4 separate regions of the Mus musculus genome follow, and all the other regions are linked to region 3. The links are chromatin contacts, called in public Hi-C, HiChIP or PLAC-seq and capture Hi-C maps. All regions are on one chromosome and are shown on one strand. The core of a region is the stretch at or near the end of the contact, and the rest is flanking DNA. Distances in the headings are between cores, read along the strand shown. Region 1 holds the start of Eea1 (early endosome antigen 1). Region 2 has its middle 7.1 kb from the start of Gm33336. Region 3 holds the start of 4732465J04Rik (a long non-coding RNA gene). Region 4 overlaps Ube2n (ubiquitin-conjugating enzyme E2N).

The links. A called contact is a pair of places that touch in the nucleus more often than the background predicts. HiChIP or PLAC-seq counts read pairs in DNA pulled down with a chosen protein or histone mark. Capture Hi-C pulls out chosen DNA fragments and counts their contacts.
Region 1: a contact with region 3 is called in a capture Hi-C map of embryonic stem cells, with 2.1 times the contacts expected there. The contact joins the promoter of Eea1 here to the promoter of 4732465J04Rik in region 3. A contact is called at or near these places in 1 of 15 datasets of contacts at CTCF or cohesin (the NIH/3T3 cell line), 1 of 484 Hi-C or Micro-C datasets (cardiomyocytes) and 2 of 9 other capture datasets (embryonic stem cells and liver).
Region 2: a contact with region 3 is called in a Hi-C map of liver, with 2.6 times the contacts expected there. The contact joins the enhancer-like site here to the promoter of 4732465J04Rik in region 3. A contact is called at or near these places in 1 of 15 datasets of contacts at CTCF or cohesin (the NIH/3T3 cell line), 10 of 484 Hi-C or Micro-C datasets (the C2C12 cell line, Sertoli cells, brain and 4 more) and 6 of 115 datasets of contacts at active chromatin or transcription factors (Th17 cells, acute myeloid leukemia, embryonic stem cells and 3 more).
Region 4: a contact with region 3 is called in an H3K27ac HiChIP or PLAC-seq map of heart atrium, with 6 read pairs. The contact joins the enhancer-like site here to the promoter of 4732465J04Rik in region 3. A contact is called at or near these places in 5 of 484 Hi-C or Micro-C datasets (embryonic fibroblasts, embryonic stem cells, liver and 1 more) and 8 of 115 datasets of contacts at active chromatin or transcription factors (embryonic stem cells, heart atrium, hepatocytes and 2 more).

What each region holds. Positions count from the first base shown.
Region 1 is chr10:95,936,451-95,943,044 of GRCm38.p6, forward strand. It overlaps Eea1 (early endosome antigen 1), which reads left to right and starts at 4,213. Exons shown (of 29, transcript NM_001001932.3): 1 at 4,213-4,522. The coding sequence starts at 4,499.
Region 2 is chr10:95,622,278-95,628,076 of GRCm38.p6, forward strand. No RefSeq gene overlaps it. Among named protein-coding and RNA genes, the nearest start is that of Gm33336, 7.1 kb to the right of the region's middle. Within about 2 kb of position 3,179, at least 49 of the 459 cell types and tissues checked have an H3K27ac peak or open chromatin away from gene starts, as enhancers often do. A contact at or near this core is called in embryonic stem cells, hepatocytes, kidney and 1 more, where this site is marked.
Region 3 is chr10:95,768,997-95,775,554 of GRCm38.p6, forward strand. 4732465J04Rik (a long non-coding RNA gene) reads left to right here and starts at 4,137. Exons shown (of 5, transcript XR_380952.1): 1 at 4,137-4,211; 2 at 4,727-4,769.
Region 4 is chr10:95,537,218-95,543,280 of GRCm38.p6, forward strand. It overlaps Ube2n (ubiquitin-conjugating enzyme E2N), which reads left to right. Exons shown (of 4, transcript NM_080560.3): 2 at 3,988-4,234; 3 at 4,421-4,561; 4 at 5,055-6,063. The coding sequence ends at 5,095. Among named protein-coding and RNA genes, the nearest start is that of Mir3058, 19 kb to the right of the region's middle. Within about 2 kb of position 2,289, at least 4 of the 459 cell types and tissues checked have an H3K27ac peak or open chromatin away from gene starts, as enhancers often do. A contact at or near this core is called in heart atrium, where this site is marked.

The sequences.
Region 1 (6,594 bases), core at 2,963-5,462, 170 kb after region 3:
GCTATTTTGGCCTCAGAGGCTAAGAGGAGGTCATCTACATACTATAAGAGTATGGTCCTGGGAAACTTCTGATGGAAGGGCAAAAGTTCAGAGCTTAGTGCCTCATCAAATAGGGCTGGAGAGTTTTTAAATCCTTGGGGCAACTTGGTCCAAGAAAGTTGCCCACTACAGCCTCTCAATGGGTCTGTCCTTTCCGAAGCAAGTTTGGGTTGACCAGCATCTCATTTCTCAGGTCCAAGGCAGCGTACATCTGTTTCTCTGGAGGAATCAGGTTTGTGAGTGTATAGGTTGAGGACCGAGTGGATGCTCTTGACCCTCTTACTCACTTCCCTCAGGTCTTGGACTGGTGTATAATCAGAGGTCAGAGGTTAAATCACAGGCAGGAGAGGTATATTCCAGGGTGACAGGTTTCAGGTTAAATCACAGGATGTCTGTCTTTACAAGTTGGGCAAAATTCCCCTTTTTGTTTCTAGAGTCACTGGGTATGATTTGAATATGGACCATGGTAGCTGAACTAGTGAACAACTGTGGGAATTTGGAGTTGGGGCAAGCCCAGGGTTAATTTTTGCCCATACTTCCAGGAGTCTGTTGTAAATCTGAGAGCTAGTCAAGCTATTTGATTGTTGGTAGGGCTTTCAGCTAGAGGATTTTTTTCTCACAAAGTACAAGACACCAACATTTTGCTGGGTATTTATATGTCTGGGTTTGATCAGAGGTGATAGTGATTTTCAGTTTATGTAAGAGATCTTATCTCAAAAGGGGGCTGGGGAAATCAGGCATGACCAAGAATGAGTGGGTTATTGTAGAGAGAAACTCTTGTGCTCTGTAGGGATGCAGAGCCTGTTAATAAAATGCTGATTGACCTATAAGCTTAGGCAGGAAATAGAAGATGGGACATCCAGTGGAGAGATTGAATTTTGTGGGGGTGGGGTGGGGGGAAGAAGCACAGGGGACTTGTCTTGGGACATGAAGGAAGACAGACACATGAAAGCTGAGCAGCAGTAATGAGTCACATGGCAGAACTTAGATTAGAAGAAATGGGATATTAAGTTATGAGCTAGTCAGAGAACTACCCAAAACGTATGGCCAAGGTGTTTGTAAATATAGTAAAGCCTCAAGTCATTTTTTCCTGGGAACAGGGGCACAGCAAACAACCACAAGAGGTTACTATCCCCTTTCCTAGTGTTAGGGGAATAGGGTTGTCCAGAGATTCACTGGTGAGACCACGAGCACATTTTAACAAAGAGGAGGCTTTATTTAGATATGGGCACCAGAACTACATGTATGTTTGGGTTTCTCAAGATGTAGGTAGCCCTGAGCCATATTAGTCAGGAGTTTATAAAGGTAAAAACTATATGGTTACATTCTGGTTACCTGTTAGCACATATCTTGCCTATGTGCTAGAATTCTGTGTGTGTAAGCAGGAGCTCAATTTATTAAACAGTTGTCCTGCAACTTTGATTATCTTGAGCAAGGAAAGCTGGTTTACAGAGATGGAAAATATGGTTAGCATTGTGGCCTGTTACAAGAACAATAGTTTCTGTTAAATTATACAAGACCAAGCAATTACAGGAATACTTAACATTCCAGGAAGTTATTTGTTTTTGAGCATAGCTTCTTCAGGCTAGAGGTATTTTTATTTTCGAATCCCTTATAGATAGTAAACTTTAAGCATAATGTAAGCATCACACTTCTCGAGTCAAACTCTCGACTCTGTGTGGGTACCTGTTTATATTGGGATCTAATATACCCAGTTAAGGCAATAATTAGCCTGAGCAGAAGGGCTATAGGCACTGCTATGGCTGGCAGTATACTTATTAGCTAGGAGGATCCTGAAAATGAGAAGCGGAATCATTCTTTGTTTTCCCCGATTTTGGGTTCTTTCTCTTTCTGCAATGTTTTTATGTTTTTGTTTTTTTTTTCCTTTGGAGTGTAACCAAATTATCTCTAATGATTCCCGAGTGGTTTGCGTAGAAATGACACTTTTCTCTTAACCTCCTTGTTCTGCAGTTGGTTGAGCCCCCTGCCATACTGCAAAACCACATCAGCGAATGATTCCTCCTGTTCTTCCACTGTGTTAATAGATTTTCTAATGTGGATAGACCCTGTTCTATTTGATGTCCTAGGCTTTTGAGAGAGGTTTTGCAACTGCAGAATCAGTTATACAGATTAGTAGTGGAGAACAGAACATAAATTATCACAGACTGAGGGAGTCTCCTGCCTTTCCTATCCTGGAAGAGCCCCATACTAGAAGCCTCCCTCAAGGTGAGAGTGGCAAAAGATGAGGCTCCTGGGAAGGATCATGAAAGGGAGGGTCGGGGTGTCCTGCAGCTGGCAGCCCAAGGAGGCCTGGTGTGCCTTTAAAAGAAGAGCAGGTGGGGAGGAGGCCTCCAAACGGGAGTCAGGAGGGGACTGGGGGGTCAGAGTCAGAAATAGGAGAATGATCGGGTGGTTGGGGTTGATAAGAGGATCCGCTTCAGGTGTGAGCTGGGCTCAGCAGTGGATCTGGTGACATGTATTTTTGCCTGGCTGGTGTTCTAGGTGTAGAGGGTGGCAGCATAACTCCCTTGACGGTGCTGCTAGGACCAGAGGCCAACACTTGTCCTGCACCTTAGTTTCATTTACTTTCTCTGAAACAAAAATGGTGGTGTTGGGGGAGAGATCTGGTCAGTAAGTTTTTAAATTCTGGGATTTGGGACTCCTTCAGGCCAGAATGTGGGATACTGGTCCAGGTGTCCTGGTTTATTAGAGACCACACGTTGCCCTTTGTGCATAAGAGGAAGGCTGAAGTAGCCTTCAGCAGGCCAGCCCACCTGAAGTGAAGACCAATCAAGGGTACACAAAGTAGTTAATTTTCCCGTTGAGATCTGTTCTCCAGACTCGTGAGCTTTCCTCTGGAGACTCTTAAAATGAGAGTTCATCAGATTCAAGGGGTTTTCTGGGTAGAAGAATTTTGACCCATGATTTTAAATTTCTCAAGAACAATGAACAGCACAAGCAATCTACACAATACAAAAATAGGACAAAGTTCTCAAATCTGGTAGCCCCCCCACCCCCACAATCCTGACCTAACAGCGTCCTGGAGGCCCCACCGACTCAGAAACTGACACTGCATTTAGCTTTTCCACAAGTCCCTAGGATTATTAGCTACAGATAGAGAAACCTTACCTGAGGTATTCAATGCTTTCCCCCACCCCACAATCTAGGCATCCCCAGTTCCCAGCCTTTCTGATTGCTCTCTCAGCTCCCAGGTCACTAGGTACTGTCAGTATCCCAAGTTTCACCTTGTGCAGTTTAGTCATCTAGAACCTGGCAGAGGCCTCCCAAGCACTGGAATTGCCTGGGAGAGAAACACTTATAACAGAGCAACCCCGAATGCACATTACAGAGAGTTTCTAGAGACAAAGAACACAGAAAACTCACATCCTAGCTGGCAGTTGAAGGAGGAAGCAAGCAAGTGGTTAAACAGAAGCCAAGGACACGAAGTTAGCTGGGGTATTTCTACCCCTTGCTTTTAGAACATAGTTAGGTGCTTTCCCACGGAAGGGCTAGTAAAAGTGTGTGTGTTTCAGCTTAAAACAAGGATGGCTCCAGCTGAAATAAGATGAAGAAACCTTTGCCCTGTCACAAAAGGATAAACCCAAACTTCTCTAGTTAATCCCAAACCCAGCCTCCTCCCATGTTTTATTGTTGCTCTGATTGCAATCAGAAGCAGGAAGGAAGCGGGTAACCTGGGTATGGAAAAGCAGGGGGAAGCCCAACACAGTTAAGTAAGCCTTGGTTTCTCGGGTCCACAATGGCTTGGAGTTTAGAGGTCGAATCAGCCTTTCCAGCCAAGAGGAGGATCCGGCTCGGGGTTGCTGCACTAAGAGCGCTAGCAAACTTCCATCCTAGGCTGGGGCTCAGCTGAAGTTAGCTCTAAAACCTGTTCTTCCATCCCCGTGTGGGGGACACCTCCAGGCGGGACCCGTGAGGTCCCCACGCATCTTCTCCATCAGAACACCAGGCAACCCTCAACATTCCCGAGCAGGGTCCGGCACCCAAGGTCCAAGCTCTCGGCGGAAGAAGCCAAGGCACCAGCTTCCTGTGGCCTGTCTCTCACACTAGCCCCGCTTCCGATTGGTCGAAGCCTCGGGCCGGCCCTCCCTCCGGCCCCGCCCTCCCCGCGGATGGACAGGCCGAGGAGGCGGGGCTGCAGCGGCTCCGCCCCTCGGCCCCGGGCGGGCGGGCCCGCCCAGCTGTCAGTTACGGGGGCGGCCCGGCAGGCGGGCGCTCGCTGGCTCCCTCCTCGCTGGCTCGTGCTCGTGAGCCTCTCGCCGCCTGTGGGGAAGTCGGGGCCGCCAAAGCCGCGTCCACCGCCGCCTCTTCCCCGCCCTCCTCCCTCCCGGCTCGGCTGCCGGCCCCTCGCGCCCTCCAGTCGTGAGTAACCCGCATAAGGGCGCGGAGAGTCCCCGCGGCGGCGGCGGCGGTGACGGCGGCGGCGGCGGCCGGCCAAACCATGTTTCGAAGGATCTTGCAGAGGGTAAGAGTGAAACCGTCCTTCCGGCAGCACGTGAGCGCGAGCGTCCGAGCCCGGCCGCGGGGCAGCCCGGGCTGGAGGGCGGGGGCGCTCAGAGCTCCGCTAGGCCCGGTGACAGCGTGCGCCGAGGCCTGCTGGTCCTGCCGGAGCCGGGCTGCGGGTGGGGCGGGGCGCAGGCCGGAGCCCGGAGGGCCTCCAGCCTCGGCTCCCGCGCTCGGGGCTGTCACCACGGGCTGGAGGGTGTGGTGCCCGCGCGCGCCCCTCCCCGCTCCCCGCTCCCGGCTCCGCGCCCGTGGGTGCTCGGCTGCGGGCGGCTGCGGGGCCCTTCCCTGCCCCAGCGTGCCACCACCTTCCCACGACACGCACCTGCCTGTCTGCCTCCTTACTCATCTATCTGCACGGTACAGGAGGGTCATGGGAGACCCGGCCTAGTCCTGGGACTTGAAGACGCTGAACTGCCAAAGTCGGTGGAGAAGGAAGATATTACTCACTGTTGGAAAGTTTCTTTTAAGAATTACAAGTGCATTTTCCTCTCCAAGACCCAGAACCTCATTTTAGTTATCCAGGACTAAATGGCTCAAACGGCAGATACACTCCAGTTTAGTTTCCACCAGGGCTATCTCAATGTAAAATCTGGGAAATCTTGAGGGTAAAAAGGTAAGAGCGTTGGAAAGCCGTAGATGTTTTGTTTAGGTACCAGTTCCTAGAATAACATAATTAAAATCGCTTCTAATAAGAGTTGCCTACTCAAGTGTTTTGGATAGCTTCCATTCGCTCCCTTCTGCAGCTGGTTAATGTAAAGAGATGTTACCTAGAGAGTAGGAGAATTAGTTCAAAGGACAAGAACTTACTGAATGTGTAGCATTTAGTTAAGAAATGTGCCAAGGAGGGTTGAGTCAGCCAGTACACAGGAAGGGAAGATTCTGTTTAGACAGCTTCTGTGAAACATTGAAGTCATCTGGTCATACATCAGAGGAAACATAGTTAACGTCTGCTCTGGCCCTCTGTGGGGACATTGGATTTTTTTTTTTTTCCTTTTGCAATCGTTTTTGGTAGTTTTTTTGAAACTTTGATAGAGCTGAACCTTGGTAGCAAGCAAGGGCATACCCTTTACTCTCCCCATCAGCTGCTTTGTTCAACAGCAAAGGCTTCTGTGCATGATTGATGGCTTGATTTGCTTAAGAGAACTGATTACCTTAACCTCAGGTTACACACGCACACGTGAGTGCACCCCCTCCCCCCCCATACAGTTACCCAAGAGAAAAGGAGTTTGTGGTTTGCTTTTAAGTTTATCAACAATGTTTTCTGATTTGGGAGTTGCTTCTGGTGGCAACAGTTTGGCTTTCAAAAAACATGGGTTTTTCAGTTCTGAAGACCTGGGATTGTATGACGATCATTCTTCGTATTGTTGTTTGTTTATCTGATCTAGAAGTTTCTGTCAAAATGGAAACATGGTATTTACTGTGGTTATTGCTGAAATATATTATTGAATCATCATATTTGAATACATCAGATTGACAAATGGGCTTCCCAGCCTTGGAACTAGAGATACTTGTGAGTAAGTCGTTCTATCGTAGGGGTGGCTTTGTGCATTTGTCAGTAGCTAAAGTCATCCATCCCTTCTATTGAGTAAATGATAAGCTACATTCCTTCTAATATTGTACCTGCTTCAGGCAAGCAAAACTATCTCCAGACCAAATGTTCTCTAGGGGCTAAATTGCCCCTAGTTGAGATCCACCATGGTATGTATATGTATATACATATACACATATATATGGATATATGGATATATCTATCCTTCAATAGGAAAGTTTGAAATGTCTCTCATAGTTAATGTTCTCGTCTACAGTGGAGAGCTTCAGTAGGATCCATGTATAATGCTAGGAGCTATGAAATGGTTTTTAATAAGATGTAGCCCTCCCTTTAGAACTCGGAACTTGGTTGGCGGGGTGAACATGAAAAAGTAATTACAGTGCTGTGAACTGGAAGAATGAGGAGTGCTCTGGGAGCTACTTTGGAGGAGGTTGTTAGGCAGTTATGATAAGCTTTGGGAAGGAGGACATAGTTATAGCTTG
Region 2 (5,799 bases), core at 1,929-4,428, 150 kb before region 3:
GTGAGTTCCAGGACAGCCAGGGCTATACAGAGAAACTCTGTCTCGAAAAAAAAAAAAGACAAGACTCTTTCTCTATTTCCCTCCCTGCAACTGCTGGGATTTATAAGAACTTGCCTGTTCTATTGTTTTTCTCTCAAATGTTAATGAAATTGTCCTCAGGCTTCCTTCTGAGTCCATTTTAAACTTATTTTATTAATAGGACTAAGAACTAGGGCCAGGTGTGGTGGTACAGGAAGCAGAGGCAGGTGGATCTCTGTGCCTCTCTGGTCTACAAAGCAAGTTCAAAAACAGTCAGGTTTTGAGGAATTCTGTTTTGAAAACACACACACACACACACACACACACACACACCCCACTGGGACTAAGAACTCAAATGGGTGAACCTCAAATTTTTTTTTTTTGGTAACAATTACGTGTTGGAAAAAAAAACCAACTTGAATTTATTTATTTAAAAGATATGTCAGCCGAGCGTGGTGGCTCATGCCTTTATTCCCAGCACTCAAGAGGCAGAGGCCAACGGATTTCTGAGTTCGAGGCCAGACTGGTCTACAAAGTGAGTTCCAGGACAGCCAGGGCTATACAGAGAAACCCTGTCTCGAAAAAGCAAAAAAAAAAAAAAAAAAAAAAAAAAAAAAAAAAAATTAAAAAATTAAAAAAAAAAATTCAGATTAATGTCTTCTGTTTCCTTTTTCTTTTCCAGTGTGACTATTTAGAAAAATCCCCAGTTACACAGGAGGCTCCCATTTTATTCCTATTGGGCAACACCCAGTCTACCAAGTTAAAGGCTTGTTTACTGCAGTTGCTAAGATATTCTCCCTTTCTCTATCTCTCTCTTTCTTGAGAACACTAGCTCCCTCCCCCCACCTGTGTGTGTATATGTGTGTGTGTGTGTGTGTGTGTGTGTGTGTGTGTGTGTGTGTGCCTCTCAATAAAACCAGGTTCCCTTGGAGACACTTCGTACTGATTTGGGAGCCAGCTTCCTTGAGGCTTTTGGGGTGCACATTGCTGCCCTGTACCACTCTGTGCCATAACTGACTCCCCACCCCAGAGGCTCAGGGAAAAACACGTGCCTGTTTTGGCAAAGGAGGCACTGCTGCCAAGGACACTGGCCCAAAGTATTGAGGAGGACTTTGACCCCCACTGTCACTGGAATGTGAGCCTGACTTTGATTTAACCCCTTATCCTCCAGTATCCTGCCTTGTGGCCCAGACTCCAAATTAGAGCTCAAACCTCTTGTCTGAGTCTACCATGTGGCTGCAACAGTAGGTGGGTTCCTCCATGCCTGGCTCAGGTGTAACCTTTTTTTTTTTTTTTTTTTTCTCCCCCAGAAAAACTAGGAGGAGGGTAGGAAAAACGAAAAAACAAAGTCTCAAATCCAGCTTGGTAGTCAGTCTGTCGTGTAAAGGGAAACAGAAATCCTGGACTGATGTTGCAACCATCCACCCATAGTAGATTCCAACCAGCTAAGCTAGCTTTGGACACATCGCTATGCTAAAGCTTCAGGTTTTGTTGTTGTTGTTGTTGTTGTTGTTGTTGTTTTCTTCTTCTGTGTCAGCTGCCTGTAAGATGAACTCTATAATGATTTCTTCAGAGAACTGTTGAAGTATCAGCTAAGCACGCAATAGAGTACTGTGGACCACAGCCTTGTTGGTTGGGGGCGGTGGGGGAGTGATACTTTATAGCCAGATCCTAGGGTTACGCTGTTTTATTTGGCCAGAGAAGTGTTGTATAAATGAATGGGAATCCTTTTTGGTGGGCACACCCCAATGTGTGGGGCTTTGCTTCGTACTTGTGTCTTGGTTGACTGCTGAAGACAGACATGTCCTATACCTTGTACAGTGGTTGTGCTAGGTAACCGGGTAACAGAGCCACATGACTGAGGGCAGCCTGAGTACCAGGCACTTTCTGGACCATCGACATAGTTCCTGTCTTTGACAGCTCTCTGACAAGCACACAATAGAACAATGGAATCCAGAAGGACAGCAGCTCTTAGCTACTGAATGCATCAACATTCAGGTTGTGAGGAACGCAAGCTACTAACTGCCTCAGGGGAAGATTTGTTTGAGAGAAGAAATGCTTTTGAGCCAAGATCTGCCCTTAAGATTAGCTCCTGGTTCCGAACTACTTCATACTCTCCCAACAGATGAAAGACTCTCCAAAGAAATTGAAAATCTGATTCACCAAATCTATTTCTTTTGCAGGGCCCTGTTTCACCTCTATCTGCTTGAATTAGGTTGTTTGTTTGTTTGTTTTTTTTAATTAATTAATTGATTGGTTTTGGCCTTTTTGAGAGCTGACCTAGAACCCATTATGTAGCCCAGGTTGGTCTGAAATTCTCTAGACTCCCCAGCCTTAGCCTCCTGAATGGATGCTGGGATTATAGACCAGGGTTCAAATGAATTTGTAAGAGAATCATTTTCTTTTTTTAACCAATGTTCATTTATTATTAAAGTTGTAATAAAATATTTATCAATGCATATAAAATGCAGAAATAACTGATATTTTTTCCAAGAAAGATAACTGATAAAATATTTAATTACAAGATGAAACAGAAATATGCCCAATGACTTTTGTTTTGTTTTGTTTTTAAGTCTGTCTCTTTCTATATGTGTGTGTTGTTTGTTTTAAAGGCAGGGTCTCAATTAGCCCAGGCTGGCCTTCAATTCCCGATCGTCCTATCTCTACCTCCAGAGAGCTAGGATGTCAGGCGTGCTCCATCATGCCTGGCTAGGGTTTTAAAGTCATCTTCTTGAATAGATACCATAATATTGAATATATTAACTAGGCATTATGATACACATCTGTAATCTCAGCACTTGGGAGGATCAGACATTCAAGGTTGGCCCATGTCTTTAATTCCAATTCTTGGGAGGCAGAGGCTGGCAGATCTCTATGAGCTGCAGGCCAGCCTGGTCTACAGACTGAGTTGTTCCAGGTCAGTCAGAGCTTTACAGAGAAATGCTATCTCAATCCCTCTTACCTCCCCTGAAATCTCCCCCCCCCCCCCCAAACACACACACACACACAGAGAAGTTCAAGGTTGTTCTTGGCTACATAATAAATTCAAGGCCAGTCGCAGCTACATAAGAGGCTATCTTACTTCAGCCACGCAGGCCAGCCCTGCAAGTGCCCTTTGAATCCAGAACGACCAGAAGCTGTTTGTTTAGGAAGTCGGAGCTCAAGTTCACGATGGTAGCTGCCTTTGGCATTGGTTCTTCCTTAGTGATAAACAACCCAGCCCCAACCCCAGATGAGTTTGTTTGGCCCATTTTGGTTGCTATCTCAACCCCAGGCTGCCTTGGGATTGGCTATCGAAGTGGGCAAAGGTGAGGGAAAGAGATGTGGGTGTTGGCCTTGGCATTGGGCTTCAACCTGTGTTTATTTCTTTTGAATGCAGGTCATTGCAGGCTCCTTCAGTGTTCAGGGCTCTGCCTGGGGAGCCTGCTTCACTTGGATCAGAGCCTGTCCCCTGCTGGGCTCTGGGTGGTCACTTAGGACAGGTTTAGGTCTAAACTCTCTCTCTCATATGTGAAAGTGTGTACATGAAAGAACATGGCGGCAGTTTTGTAACAGCAAGATCCCTGAGGACGACTGTACCCACAGGCTCTACCCAATCCTTAGAGCAATGCCATGGGAGAAGGGTCTTAGATATTCCCACCTCACAGGTGAGGAAAATGTGGCCTGAGTCCATAGCAAAGGCAGATCAGAGAGAGCAAACAGTGTGAGTCTGGAATCCATTCCCAACCTTTATGTTTACGGGAGGCACTAATAGTATCAAATAGTATCCACTATAGACACAGTTAGATACACAAATAGTATCAAGTAGTATCCATTATAGACACAGCAAGCTGTTGGCTTTGTCACACTAGGCAAGCATGCCAGCAGCGGAGCTACACCCCCAGCCTCTAGTTTCTTTGTTGTAAAACTCCGCTCTATCATGCCTTAATGCCTTGACCACTTTGTGTGGTTTAACTTTTACCTTGTACTTGGTGATGAACATTAGATCTTCTCATTGATTTCTTGTGTGTACACATGTGTGTGACATTTTATGCTTGTGTTGTGCACAATAACAGAGGTTCTCAGCCTTTCTAATGTCGAGACCCTTTAATACAGTTCCTTATGTTGTGGTGACCCCCAACCATAACATTATCTTTGTTGCTACTTTATAATGGTAATTTTGCTACTGCTTTGAATCATAATGTAAATACTTGATATACAGATGGTTTTAGGCAACCCCTGTGAAAGGGTGGTTTGGCCCCCCTGACCCACATGTTGAGAACTGCTGGTGTATTATATAGTATAGGTGCCTGTGTAGGCTTAGAGGGCAGGGGCCAGAAATGGATGTTGTCCTCTATTGATCTCTATTCTTTTGAGATAAAGCTTGCATTTTTGGTTATATGGGTGCTCGAATTTGAACTCTGGTCCTCCTGTCTGCTCAGCTAGTCCTCTTAACTAACATTGTGCCATCTCTCTACCACCACAAACCCAGCTTCATGAACTAACACCGGCTAATGTGCAAAGTGCTTAGACACTGTCAGGGAGAAACTTGGAGGGAGTCCTACCGGCTTAAGGTTAATTTCATCTGATGCTCAATTTTGACCTTGCACTTGGGGATGCCGCTGTTCTCAGGATACCTAGGAAAAATGGAGGCAGGGTAACAAGTAGATTGTGTATTGTTAGCTTCCAGGTGAGGGGCTTGAGAGGCCCGAGGCCTGTCTCCATCAGTCCTATAATGGCCATAACCCACGGCATTGACTGGCACTCAAGAAGTGTGATCTTGGCAAGAAATGGAGTTGGATTTCTTTGTGCAGAACTCCAATTATCAGCAAAGCAAGAAAGAACAAGAGAAACATCATTTTCCAAATGTACAGCTCCAATTTAGAGTTTTGATTTAAATTGTCAATTCATGACACAGGAGTAATACTTAACCCCAACCCCGACTCCCGCCCCCATGCCATCCTGCTCCCCGTGACTCAACCCTAAATTTATTTTAACATACAAAACACTTGTCTAACAATTGCAGGTACTCTTGTGGGCCAAGTGGTATATATCCAGGACCCAGGGGCAGGGTCAGCTCCATCTTGGAGCCTCTTGCTTGTGACTCCAATAATCTGAATGTCTGAACTTCTACTCGAGTCTTTGATACAGTGGATCATGGGGTAGCTCATGTTGTCTTTGACTTCCACCTGGACCTGTGGCCATGGTTCCCGAGGGCTGGTCTTTCCAAGCACTCTGCTCACCCTGACCAGTCCAATGATCTGCACGTAGCTCAATGGCCGTCTAATGGAAGTCTGGCAGATAGCCAGGGTGACTCACCCTTAAGTTCATATCATCTCCCACAAGTTATTATACCAAGAAATTATGTCTTGTTGGCTGGGAAACAGGGCCAAAGGCTGCAGCCACAATACGGTGAAGGCTTTTGCTTTTTGTTTTGAGACGAGAAATCCTGTTGCCCAGGCTGGCCTTGAACTAGCTATGCATTTGAGGGTGGCCTTGAACTCCCGATCATCTCACGTCCATGTGCTGGATGATAAGAGTGAGTGTAGTTTTTACTCACAACATCATCAGTTTCTGATGAATTTATCAGGAGGCAACACTGATGATAAGGACCATCTCCATATCTATATAAATTTTACTGATATCCAATAACAAACTTGCTGGCCACTGTTCTAAGAGCATCAAGTGTATTAGCATCAACTTCTCATAATGGCTCCATAGAAACATCTATGATCCCAATAGGTGGATGAGGACTGCGGTACAGAGATTTTAGAGCAACCACCCAAGGTCACATGACCCTTA
Region 3 (6,558 bases), core at 2,887-5,386:
ATGTAAAAAAACTGAAAGCAACCCTTGTCGGTCAGAAGGGGCTAAGTAGATGATGATATACATCTTAGGGTATTTAGTGAAGATATGAGACACAGAGAGGATGTGTCACAGCGCTTCACGGTGTATTAAGCATCACTAAGGAATCCAAGAATACCCGGAAGGGGTGGGCGTAGGTAGACGCAGAAGATTGCACCATATCCATAGACTACTTCTAGGAAGTTATCCCAAAAATGTAACACTGGATGTCTCCGTGCACAAGATGAGACGTCTCCAGGAGGTTGCCTTTCATCTCCTACTGTTTTGCACTGTTTGAGAATCCTGATTGGCCAGGTGTGTATGTCATTTTCAAAAATAATTTTAATGAAAATGTCACTCTTTCCAATTAATTAGGGGTTTCCCTCCCGGTGACACCAGTGTTCTATGGAATAGAAAACAATGTCCTGATTTTTTTTTTTTCCTGACAGTCTGGACACTTGGATAGTTGCCTTGGAATCTGGACTTCTCCCCTAGCAAGCCACACCAAAGGCCTTTTCATATTGAGGGGTGACCCTGCCTCCCAAATCATTAGTTATTGGCCTCATACCTCCTGACTATTCCAATTTCTCAGCTCTCAAGTGTTACCAGTGCCTTCTCTTTGTCCAGGATGATGAAGAATGTCTGAAATCACTCACTGATGGGTTTACAGTAAATAAAATAATACCCTGCTCCCTCTCAATGGCCTTTAGAGAGCAGTCATGTGACAATGACCTAGCAATGTTTGTTTGATAGCAAGCAGTGTCCAGGAGAGGCCAAAACAATTTTCTTTTGTGAGATTTGCCACTTGTTCAGCACTGGGTGTCTGGAAAAAGTAATATGGACAATGTCCACATTTAACAGTTTGTAATCCTGGGTTTTCTCCTGTAATGCTTGGTTCATTGTAGCTGAATCCTCCATTTGCTTAAGTCTTCTGTCTTTCCTCTGTTCAGACTGGAAATTCCTTAGGCCAGAGGTAGTAGCACGTGTCTTTAATCCCAGCACTCTGTAGACAGAGACAGGATGGTCTCTCCAAGTTCCAGGCCTTCCTGGTCTTGAGTTACAACCTAGCTAGAAATATATAATGACGTTCTGTCACAAATAGGCAAACACCACCTGTACTGGTTGGTTTTGTGTGTCAACTTGACACAGCTGAAGTTATCAAAGAAAGGAGCTCCAGTTAGGGAAATGCCTCCATGAGATCCAACTTTAAGGTATTTTCTCAATTAGTGATCAAGGGGGGAGGGCCCCTGGTGGTTGGTGCCATCCCTGGGCTGGTAGTCTTGGGTTCTATAAGAAATCAAGCTGAGCAAGCCAGGGGAAGCAAGCCAGTAAGGAACATCCCTCCATGGATTCTGCATCAGCCCCTGCTCCCTGACCTGCTTGAGTTCCAGTCCTGACCTCCTTTAGTGCTGAACAGCGGTTTGGAGGTATACGCTGAAATAAACCCTTTCCTCCCAACTTGCTTTTTGGCCATGATGTTTGTACAGCAATAGAAACCCTGACTAAGATACCACTAAAACACTAAAGGCTATATAAGTGTGAGACCAGTGTCATCCAACTATGCATGTGTCCATCCATCCGTCTGTCCATCCACCTACCCATCCATTCATCCACCCATTCACTTATGGAACAAATACTTAATACTTGTGCATGTGTGGTGCTTCGCTATGCTCTAGGGATGCAAACATGAATAAGATACATTCCTTGCTTTCAAGATGTTCATGGCCTCCTAACTATCTTCGAAGTGTGTTGATCTTTACAATAATATGTGTCTCACTAAGTGCTGAACACGGATCCATGAAGGTGCCAAGGAAGACCAGGCAGCTTGAGAAAGTGCTCAGACCGTGAACCCGGGAGGTTGCAATGATGTTGTAGCTGTCTATTCTAGTTTTTGCTGAAGGGTGTTTAGAAGAAGCACCAGTTTCTCAAGACCTTTTAGCAGTAGCTTTCAGGAAGGCAATTTCTTTCTTAGAACAGACATTTCTGGACCTGGAACCTCTCCTGAAGGTGACCGCGAAGACAATACTCAGTCTGCCCTAACAATGGTCTGGGCTGCCTTCTCTTTAGGAACCAGGCTCACTTTTTACATGGACAAATGACCACTCATCAAGAAGGGACATAGGAAGAGGGCAAGAGGCTGGAAGAGGTAATATTTCCGGGGTGCTGCTGAGGGCCAGGACCTTTGCACCCTTAGCAGTTATCCAAAGGTATTGCGGGTTGGTAGGCGATTCACAGCTCTGCCCTTGGGTGTTTTTACAATTTTAAATGAAATGATTTCTAACACACTGTGTCCTAAGCTAGTTCCCTAAAGAAGCATAGCCCCATCATTTCTCCCACAGAGGTGAAAATTATTAAACACATACAGAATCAAACCATCACAGAAAAATAGAACAACAATCATGGAAAGCATTTTAGGGACCCGGAGTTTCCTAGGATGCTATGGAACATCTATAGGTGCAAATGGTGTATGCATGAGAGCGTGTAAGATGATTTTCAGTCATTGTGCAAATGTTTTAAAATTTCAATTATGAATTAGAAGATTCTAAGCGTAATCTTTGAGTACAAAAATACTATTGTGCACTCCAAGGACCCCAGTGAGTTGATTTAAAGACAGCCTAAAGGAATGTGTCGTGAAGCAGCCATCTACAAGGATATGAGCAAGAGCATGGCATGGAGTCTTAGCATTATTTGAATGGTCTGAGGGACTGAGAAACGAAGTTTATTTTCCAGGAGACAGAGAAGTTACATGAGTTACCCATGCTCAGAAGAGATCAGAGACCAGAACATGGTCACCTGACTTTGCCCCAACATCCTTGGTCAACTTCCCACTCTACGGATGAGGAAACAGCAGCTTGGCTAAGGAGCCATCTGTTTTTGAATAGAGACTCCAGTGAGAATCTGGCCGCAAAGTAGAAAAGCATAGACTTTTAGTGTAAAACCAAAGTCCGTACTTATAGAGTGCTTACTATGCACCTCAATCTTATGGAGATCTCTCACATATTAATGCATATTAATCCCTAAAACACCCTTTTAGATACAATTAGACATTTCCATTGTCTTTCTTTTCATGAGAGACAAATGAAGGAATGAAGACGGTTATCGTTTGTATATGCTTAGCCCAGGGAGTGGCGCGATTAGAAGGTGTGGCCCTGTTGGAGTGTGCATGGCCTTGTTGGAGTAAGTGTGTCACTGCAGGTATGGGTTTTAAGACCCTCATCCTAGCTTCCTGGAAGCCAGTCTTCTGCTAGCAGCTTTCAGATGAAAATGTAGAACTCTCAGCTCTGCCTGTACCATACCTGCCTAGACGCTGCCTTGCTCCCACCTGGATGATAATGGACTGAACCTCTGAACCTGTAAGGCAGCCCCAATTAAATATTGTCCTTTATAAGACTTGCTTTGGTCATGGTGTCTGTTCACAGCAGTAAAACCCTAACTAAGACAAAGATCAAGTGCTTTTTAACATTTAGTCTAATATGCTGAGACTCGAACCTACCTCGTCAATCCAGCTCTAGAGTGTGTTCTCTCACCCACTATACACTCAGGTCACCAATACGTGAGGATGTGATGGAGGTATCTTGATCTCTGCTGGGAATGGAACTATTCTGCTCATTGTGGGGCCTCCTCTCCATTTCCCACCTCCAACTGGCCAGTGAGTCCTGGTCCATTCTGTAGGAGACATAATTTCTTCTGGCCATCCACTTTTTCTTCTTCAGCAAGCTTCCACTCCATAGTTCAGGCTGTCCTAGAATTCACGATTCTCCTGCCTCAAATCCTCTAAGTGCTAGGATTGCAGAAACCCCCAGGAACAATGTACAGTTGCCATTGTTTCCTAGGAATAATCCATTCATATGTAATGATGAAAACAAAGACTCCTATCTCCAAGGCTGAGATGGACAGAACCACAGTTGGTGACTAGTAGTGTGAGTCACATAGTGTGAGCCACGTGGATTCATGGCAAACCTGACAGACATGGGTAGAGGCCCAGGGCACTACAGGGGGTCACCCGGTGCCAAGGAAGTCCTGCCTGCTCACTGCCTGGTGTTTGGCACAACACCTGGTGCCGAGCAGGTGTTCAGAGCAAGAACGATTGGAAGCTCGGATGGAAACAGCTAGGTCTCGACATGGGCAGCGGTGTGGTGATTGGAGGTGAGAGGGCAGCAGACCCAAATTTGACCTACTTTACTATCCTGCTCCAGGTAAGCTAGGAGAAAAGCTGAGTGCCAGATTTCCAGTCCACAGGGAAGAGCACAATGCCCAGACCATGCAACAGTGTGCTGTCATAGCTAAGGTTCCTAGCTTAGAGGGAATCCTTTCACCTTTGTCTTCCATCGCAGCAGGCTTATGGATTCTGCCTCCTTAAATAAAGGGACCTTGGTCTCCATCCACGTAGGGTGTTTGGTGGGGTGGGGTGGGGAGGGGGAGGCCATCTGGGTCCTGTCACTAGCCTCCTCTGTATTGGTGCTCAACGAGGATCAGGCTATGGGTGCTCTCCTTTATCTCCCCAGCAGGTGCTGACAGCTGAGCCATTCCACACACCTTTGGGGCAAAGAACCGCTGGAAGCCCGGGCCAAGTTCAAAGACCGAACATTCTTTCCAAGGCGACCAGAAGCACCCTGGAGGGCTGGCTCCTAGTTACATAAGCCACAGGTTAGCAGGTCCCCCACTGATGTACTCCGCCTGAGCCTCTCTGACTTACGCAACTATTACGCAGACGCACTTGTCCAGTGTGGCAACAGCCGCTACGTTGCTATCAAGTATGTGGTGTATCCGCCCATACTCACTTAGACAACGCTAAAGCTCTTCACCACCAGGTGGTTAAGGCAGTCTGATCGGGCTGGCAGGAGGGAAAGGCATGACTTACTGTAGCTCTTGGCCCAGGCCACCGAACACTCAGTACCTTGTACCCCGTTAGCCTTGGGCAGTAAACCCTCTGATAAAATGTTCTCTTTTGGTGTTTGTTTTTCCTGGCAGTCTCATTTTGGGATATAAATGGTTCATTATTTCCACCCCATAGATCCATTCTTGCTTTCTGAAGAAAAAAAAAAAGGAAAGATTGGTTAAAAAAAAAAAAAAATCATCACTGGGGTGACCCCTCCTCTTCTCAAATGTTCTGACCTTGAATGAGGCCAAGTTTCCACACTGCTCTGGGCCATCTACAGCCGAGCCAATGTGGGAGAGGTTGACTTAGGGAAGGCAGCCGTGAACAGGGGATATAAATATATTACACTAAAACACTTGGTGCCATTAAATGCCAGGAAGTGGCATAGACCTTCTCCCCCTCCCCCCCCCCCCACCAGCCCCTGCAACCTTTTCAGAGGATACTTGGTGAGCATCAGCAGTTAGGAAGTTGGAACAGGGTCCCTCCCCAGCTAGGTCATTTTCCCTGCAGGGCATCTTGGAGGCAAATTTTATTAAGGATCAAGTAACTGGCCCAAAGCAGTATAAATAGCGAGAGAGCATATGACAAGCCCGGCAATGAATGTGGCCCGGGCTCAGGCAAGGCGCCTGCTGTGTTGACTGCTACACTGCAAGCTTGCATGGAGCAGTCTTCCCGGAATGTGACCAGAAAAGTTGTGCGCAAAGGTGCACGCAGACTTGCTAAGGCTTAGTATTTAAAAAAATTTTCAAAGGGACGCCTCCTTATTTTTTGGAACTTGGCGAGCCACACAGTTAATTCAGGAAAGGAACCTAAGGCTGGAGGAGATTAAGTTTGGAAGCAGACACTGTCCCAGACTGAGCTTCCCCAAGTCCTTCAGGTACTACTAAGAGCAAAACCTTAAAGCACATCGAAATACTGTGTAGGAGTTAACATGCCAGAGCAGACAAGGAGGACCTCAGACTTGACTCTTACATGGACAATCTGGAGTGAGTTTAATGTAGCCCATTTGTTTGTTCTACTGATCTCTCCCTTCGCTTTAGAGTAGACCCGGAGTGTAAACCAAGCTTTAGCGAAATGGATCAGATAACTGAGCGATGAGAGCCACAGGGTTATGACAGAACAATTTCTTAAACTAGCTGTCTTTTGTCAGTCCTGTCCCCACTGTCCAGAGCTGTTGACACCTCTGAAGATAAGCGTGTGTCCTCCACTGGAGGAGACTCAGAGGATTGAAATAAAGCAGAGCATTCCCGCTCGTATCCAACACATTTCCAAGGGACCCCTGGCTTCTGGGACAACACATCTGTGTTGTTCTGACCTAAGTTCTAAATGCACTTCAAGAGATGACAGTATTGTCAGCTCCCTACCCTTCTGAAAAGGACAGTAGCCACCTGAACATACCACACTCTTGTCAATTTATATATATAAAAAAAAAAAACAGTGTCTATACTTTGCCTCTAGAACTTAGATAGAGAAAGCCACTGACATTTAGGAGCTGGCGACCATGAGGAGCCGATGCTTTCAGAATCGCCCCCAGAGGGTGTGAGGACATGGAGGAAGCCCTGTTGCCTTCTTTCTGACAAAGACTATTGGCTCCTTATTCAATATTTACTCTATTTTTTTTCTTCTGTAGAAACAATTCTAGCATGGCAAAATTCGTGTCTAAG
Region 4 (6,063 bases), core at 1,039-3,538, 230 kb before region 3:
AGTCAGTGCTCTTAACTGCTGAGCCATCTCTCTAGCCCCCAGATTTCTTTTTCTTGAACAACTTTATTTATAGGTTATTTATTTATTTTTTGTTTTAGCTGGCCAGTGGTGGTACATGCTTTTAATCCCAGCACTCAGGAAGCAGAGGCAGGCAGGCAGATCTCTGTAAATTCAAGGCCAGCATGGTCTACAGAGTGAGTACTAGGGCAGCCAGGACTACACAGAGAAAGACTATCCAAAACAAACAAACAAACAAATACCTGAAATTGCAATTTTTTAAAAAGTACACAGCTATATTTTTTGTTGTTTTTTTGTTTGTTTGTTTGTTTGATTGGTTTTGGTTTTTGGTTTTCAAGACAGGGTTTCTCTGTATAGCCCTGGCTGTCCTGGAACTCACTTTGTAGACCAGGCTGGCCTTGAACTCAGAAATCCACCTGCCTTTGCCTCCCAAATGCTGGGATTAAAGGCATGCGCCACCACCACCTGGCAGTACACAGTTTGTTTCTTTGTTTGTTTGTTTGGTTTAAACCAACCAAACAAACAAACCCTAAAAGTTGCTGAAATCAAGATCTTTCCCTGTCAGTGCTTTCTCTCCCTCTCTACATTTCTAATTTGGAACAAAGATAGTTCTGGATTATAGGCCAGTGCTACCATGCCCAGTTAGGTTAGGTGGTGCTAGGACCAAAGGTTTCCTACAAGTCATACAGACAATCTCAGCTCCACTCTGTAGCATAGCCTTTACCTTTTCATTAAAGAGAAACAGGCTTTTTATCTTTTTTAAAGGATTTATTTATCATTTACTATATATATACATTTGTGTGCATGCACTAGGGGCGCACAAAGTCTAGAAGAGGGAGTTGGATCCCCTGGAAATAGAGATAAGGGATGGTTGTGAGACACCTAGTATGGGTGCTGGTAGTCAAAGCTCAGCAAGGAGACTCTAACCCTGAGGGAAACATCTTATTGTTTCTCTTTAGCAGTCATCACTTTAGTACTATCACTAACACTAAGCAAAATGTGGATTGTTTGAACACACGTTGTCAGAGCCGAGACTGGTGACTAATGGACCAGTAGAGTATTTTTGTTGGATATGCTGGACTAAGGGTAATTTTACATCCAGGTGTGCGGCAGTGTGAGATTTTATGCTATAGCTAGATGAAAAGATCATATTGGGGGGGGTGTCTTGCTGAAGGGATGAAAAGTGCATAAAACTTAAATCAAGCCCGCCAGTGGTAGTGTACATCTTTCATCCCAGCACTTGGGAGGCAGAGGCAAGCAGATTTCTGAGGCCAGCCTGATCTGCAGAGTGAGTTCCAGGACAGCCAGGATTACACAGAGAAACCCTGTCTCAAAAAACAAAAAACTTAAACCAGGAGTGGTGGTGCCTGCCTTTGATCCTAGTACTCTAGTGACAGGACAATCTCTTGCATTGTTTTATATATGAAAGAGAGGGTGGGAGGAGAGAAAACATCCACACCATAGCACCCGTGTGGAGGAGGGCTTTGATGATAGAACTCAGGCTGTCAGGGTTGTGTGCCAAGTTGTACCTGCCATATTGTCTTGCTGGCCCATCAACTAATATTTCTTGATTGGGGTTGACCAAGGATAACTGCAGCTTTGGGAAGACAAATTGTGTGCAAGGGGAAAGTACCACAACTATATGAAATATAAAAAAGCGGGCTTGCTCAGAAAGTTAAACAAGTGAAGCAGTAGGAACTTCAGCTTTGTCACTTAAACCACACTGCACTTACTGTCCTTACGACGAAGCACTGTAAGACCTGAAGGTTCCTCGTGGTTAACCTTATGTTTGGTAGGAGGGAGGGAGAGAGATTATATCCACTAGTGTTTCCTTCCCTTCTTCCTACTGTGGGTATGGATTTTAGACACTGGTGTCAGGTTTTTCTATTCTCACAACCTATGCTAAGTTTGGGAAATGGAGAGTGTTTCATCAGATAAAATGATGATCTGTATATTGTGTGGTGACATGGGAGGGATGCTTTATATCTCTAACTACTCTGTAGTGTAGATTCCAGTGAAATCTTAGATCAGTAAGGTCACAGTGGTGCTTTCCACTTGTTGGTTTTTGAGACAGGGTCTTGCTGTGTGGCTGGCCTGGAACCCAGACTAGCTGCTCTCTGGCCGTAGCCACCCAAGTGCCAGGACTACAGGTGTACACCCCACACCCCACTAATGCATTCTCTGGGAAGAGTGCCTGACTAAGAGTAGGTAAATGGATGACAAGGGTGTGAGTGTGGAATTTGACAACGCACAGTGATTTTTGAGCTATTTTAGGATCTGATCTTGGAGGTACTTTGGGTAGCTTGTTAGACCTTTAAATAGCTGCTACTATGTATAATCCGGGAGTGGTGGTTACTTAGAATCTTGGACCCCCTCCCCCTCTTTCAGCCTTTCTTTCTTTTCATGGAGACTTGGGATAAAACAAAGTTGAGAAAGGGCCAAAATTGAAATTTTGCCGCCTAGTTTGTTTGTTTGTTTATTTATTTATTTTATTTTATTTCTCTGCCCCTCTGCTGATCTTTAACATCTTTTTCCGCTTAAAATAAAGGCTAGGGTCCCTTTTTGGCTTTTCCTGGGGGAAAAGGACAAGTATAGTCTTTGAAGTAGAAATAATGTCTAGTAGGTTGAGGAACTTTCAGGAGATTAAATGAACCAAAAAGTCAGGGTGTGGGGATAAATGAAGGTGAATTGAAAGGTAGGCAGAGCACAGGAGTCCCTTGCCAGGCTTTGACGTTTAAATAACTGGAGAAGGTAGAACCTGGAAGTACAAGATGGCAAGGTCCAGGTTGGAAGCCAGGCAGAGTACTAGGAGGTTGTTTATTTAGTCTGCTAGGTAGAGGCTGACCTTGAACTCAGATATGTGCTTCCAAGAGTATGAGAGCTGTTGTTGCCACACTCAGTTTCCTAGGCTTATTCTTTTCTCCAGTACCTCCAGAGTGTGGTAGCACTCTGCGTCCATGCTTCCGCCAGATGAAGTTGGAAAATCCTATGGCAAAGTGGTCTCTTTATTGAACAAGAATTTTGTCATTCTTCCCTATTTTGTGTATTGTTACTTACATAACATTCCCACTGTTTTAAGCACTATAAGTCATCTAGAGATGGTTTGAAATATAAAGATTTTTGTAGTTTAAATACAAATACTTGTACAATTTTATGTAAGAGTCTTGAACATCCAGAGATTTTTGAGAATTCTAGACCTCGTCTGCCCTTGACTACAAAGGATGACCAAATTTTAGAAGAGTTCAATGGCCTATTTTTCTTGCTTTTTTTTTTTAAGATTTATTTATTTTATGTGTATAAGTACACTGTAGCTTTAGATACATCAGAAGTGGGCATCAGATCCCATTACAGATGGTTGTGAGCCATGTGGTTGCTGGGAATTGAACGCAGGACCTTTGGAAGACTAGTCAGTGTTCTTAATCACTGTGCCATCTCTCCTGCCCAGTGACTTGGTTTTAAATATAATTTAGAGCAGGTTGCTTTGCCTATTGTAGCAACCCTGGTGTCATTTTTCTTTTCCTTTTATGTGAGCATAAAAATTGGTTTTATTAATCCAATCTAGAATGTGATAATGTCCTGCAGTTATATTCAGTTGGTTGTTGTTACATGAATGGTCTGGTGTTGGTTGGTTGGCTGGTTGGTTGGAAACAGGGTTTTCCTATATAGCCCTGGCTGCTTGACTGTCCTGGAACTCACTATGTAGGCCTCTGCTGGGATTAAAGGTGTATCCCATCATACCTGCCATAAAGCCTTTTATTATTGTTTTGGGTGTGTGCATTATTATGGCATGATGCAGAGGTCAAAGAAATTCTTAAAAGAACTCAAAGAAGAGTTTCACGTTTTATGTGAAAATTATGCCATTGGGAGATTGTGTTATATTTAATTTCAAAAGACGAACTTCCTAATTTTAATTTTGGTGTCTAGTGAAATGACATTTGTTTCACAGGTATGCTTGTTTTTCTGTTGTAGGAAACCCAGCGTTTGCTGGCAGAACCAGTTCCTGGCATTAAAGCAGAACCAGATGAGAGCAACGCCCGTTATTTTCATGTGGTCATTGCTGGCCCCCAGGATTCCCCCTTTGAGGGAGGGACTTTTAAACTTGAACTATTCCTTCCAGAAGAATACCCAATGGCAGCACCTAAAGTACGTTTCATGACCAAAATTTATCATCCTAATGTAGACAAGTTGGGAAGAATATGTTTAGATATTTTGAAAGGTAAGTGTTGTTTGTCACCCTGTGCTTTATTAACGTGTCCTTTTTGTCCTAAGCATTCTACATTTAGAATGTAAGCATTGGAATCTCACTGTATGCTAACAGCCCCAGAGTGTGTGGGAGGGAAGTGCAGCAGTTCTGGGCCTGTTGTCCATGCTTTATCATATACTGGGCCTGTTACCTTCATAGATAAGTGGTCCCCAGCACTGCAGATCCGCACAGTTCTGCTATCAATCCAGGCTTTGTTAAGTGCTCCTAATCCAGATGATCCATTAGCAAATGATGTAGCCGAGCAATGGAAGACCAACGAAGCCCAAGCCATAGAAACAGGTACTTAATATCTATTCTCTTTCTTTCACCTGCTCTGCTTTTCAAGCTAGGTCCCTTACCATTTGATGTTTTATTTACAAGCTTACATTTAAAAATATTCTGTGAAGGAGATTTTGCAGTGTTTAACCACATGTATATACTATAATGACTACTGTATTGGCAGTATGTGAAGATACTAGAAAACTTGGAAACTGTTCTTTTTTTATGGTCCACTTAAAGGATATAGCCATTTATAGAATCAACAAACTTCTTCCTGCTATAAACATATCATCTATTCAAAAATGAAAGAACGTTTTCTATCTGTTGAATTTTATGAAAGGTTTGAAGCTAGTCTAGTCTATATAGTGAGATTCTTAGAAAACAAAACCCCTAATTAGTTGCACTGTTTTGGTAGTAAGGTATTCAGAAAACTGGTCTGATCCAGTTTATAGGAGATGGTATCTATCTTGTTTGGAAAGAAACTAACAGCTGCATATTTGTTTTTTGTCTACAGCGAGAGCATGGACTAGGCTATATGCCATGAACAATATTTAAGTCGATCAGATCATCGAGTGTACACCACTTCTCCTGTTCTGCCAAGACTTCTTCCTTTTTTTGTTTGCATTTAATGGACACAGTCTTAGAAACATTACAGAATAAAAGCCCAGGCATCTTCATCTTTGGTGATTACATGCACATTAGCAAATCTGTCTTGTCCTGATTCACTGTTGTAAAGCATGAGCAGAGGCTAGAAGTACCATCCGGGTTGCTGAGAGATGCTGAGAAGCAGGACTCTCTGCTTTGACTCCTTCCCCATCATGGTTAAAGTACAAGGCACTGTGAATGAAGGTAGTTGTCAGGGTTAGCTGCCAGGGGTATGGGTGTTATTTTATTTTTAGGGGGAAAGTAGTTTTATTTTAATTTTATGGCCCCCTTCCCCCTCCCCCCTCTTAAAGGATCTAATTGCAGTGGTTAAATGCAGCTAACCAGTTTTTTTAGAATATGCTCTCTAGCCAAGTCTAACTTTAGACGCTGTAGATGGACAAGCTTGATTGTCTGAACCAAAATGGGAACATTAAATAAACATCACAGCCCTCACTAATAACATTGTGACTTTGCTGTCAAGTGTAGATTCTCCACCCCCACCCCCACCCCGAAAAGACGAAGAAAAAGCTTGTGACCATTTTGTATGGCTTGTCTGGAAACTTCTGTAAATCTTATGTTTTAGTAAAATATTTTTTGTTATTCTACTTTGCCTTTGTACAGTTTATTTTACTGTGTTTATTTCGCTTTCCCGATGTGACAATCGTATTTAAAATTAAAATGGATGGGACATTCTGTTTTAGTCCTCTCCATCTGACAAATTGGCAAGAGGAGAATTTTACCAGTTTGTTTCATTGATGCAGATCTGTGTTAGGATTCTACTGAGTGAGTATTTATAAACTGGCTCTGAGCATGCATGAAGCATCAATATCTCTTTTTTTTCTTAAGCCTCCTAGAAATTTGAAATAAATATTACCTGA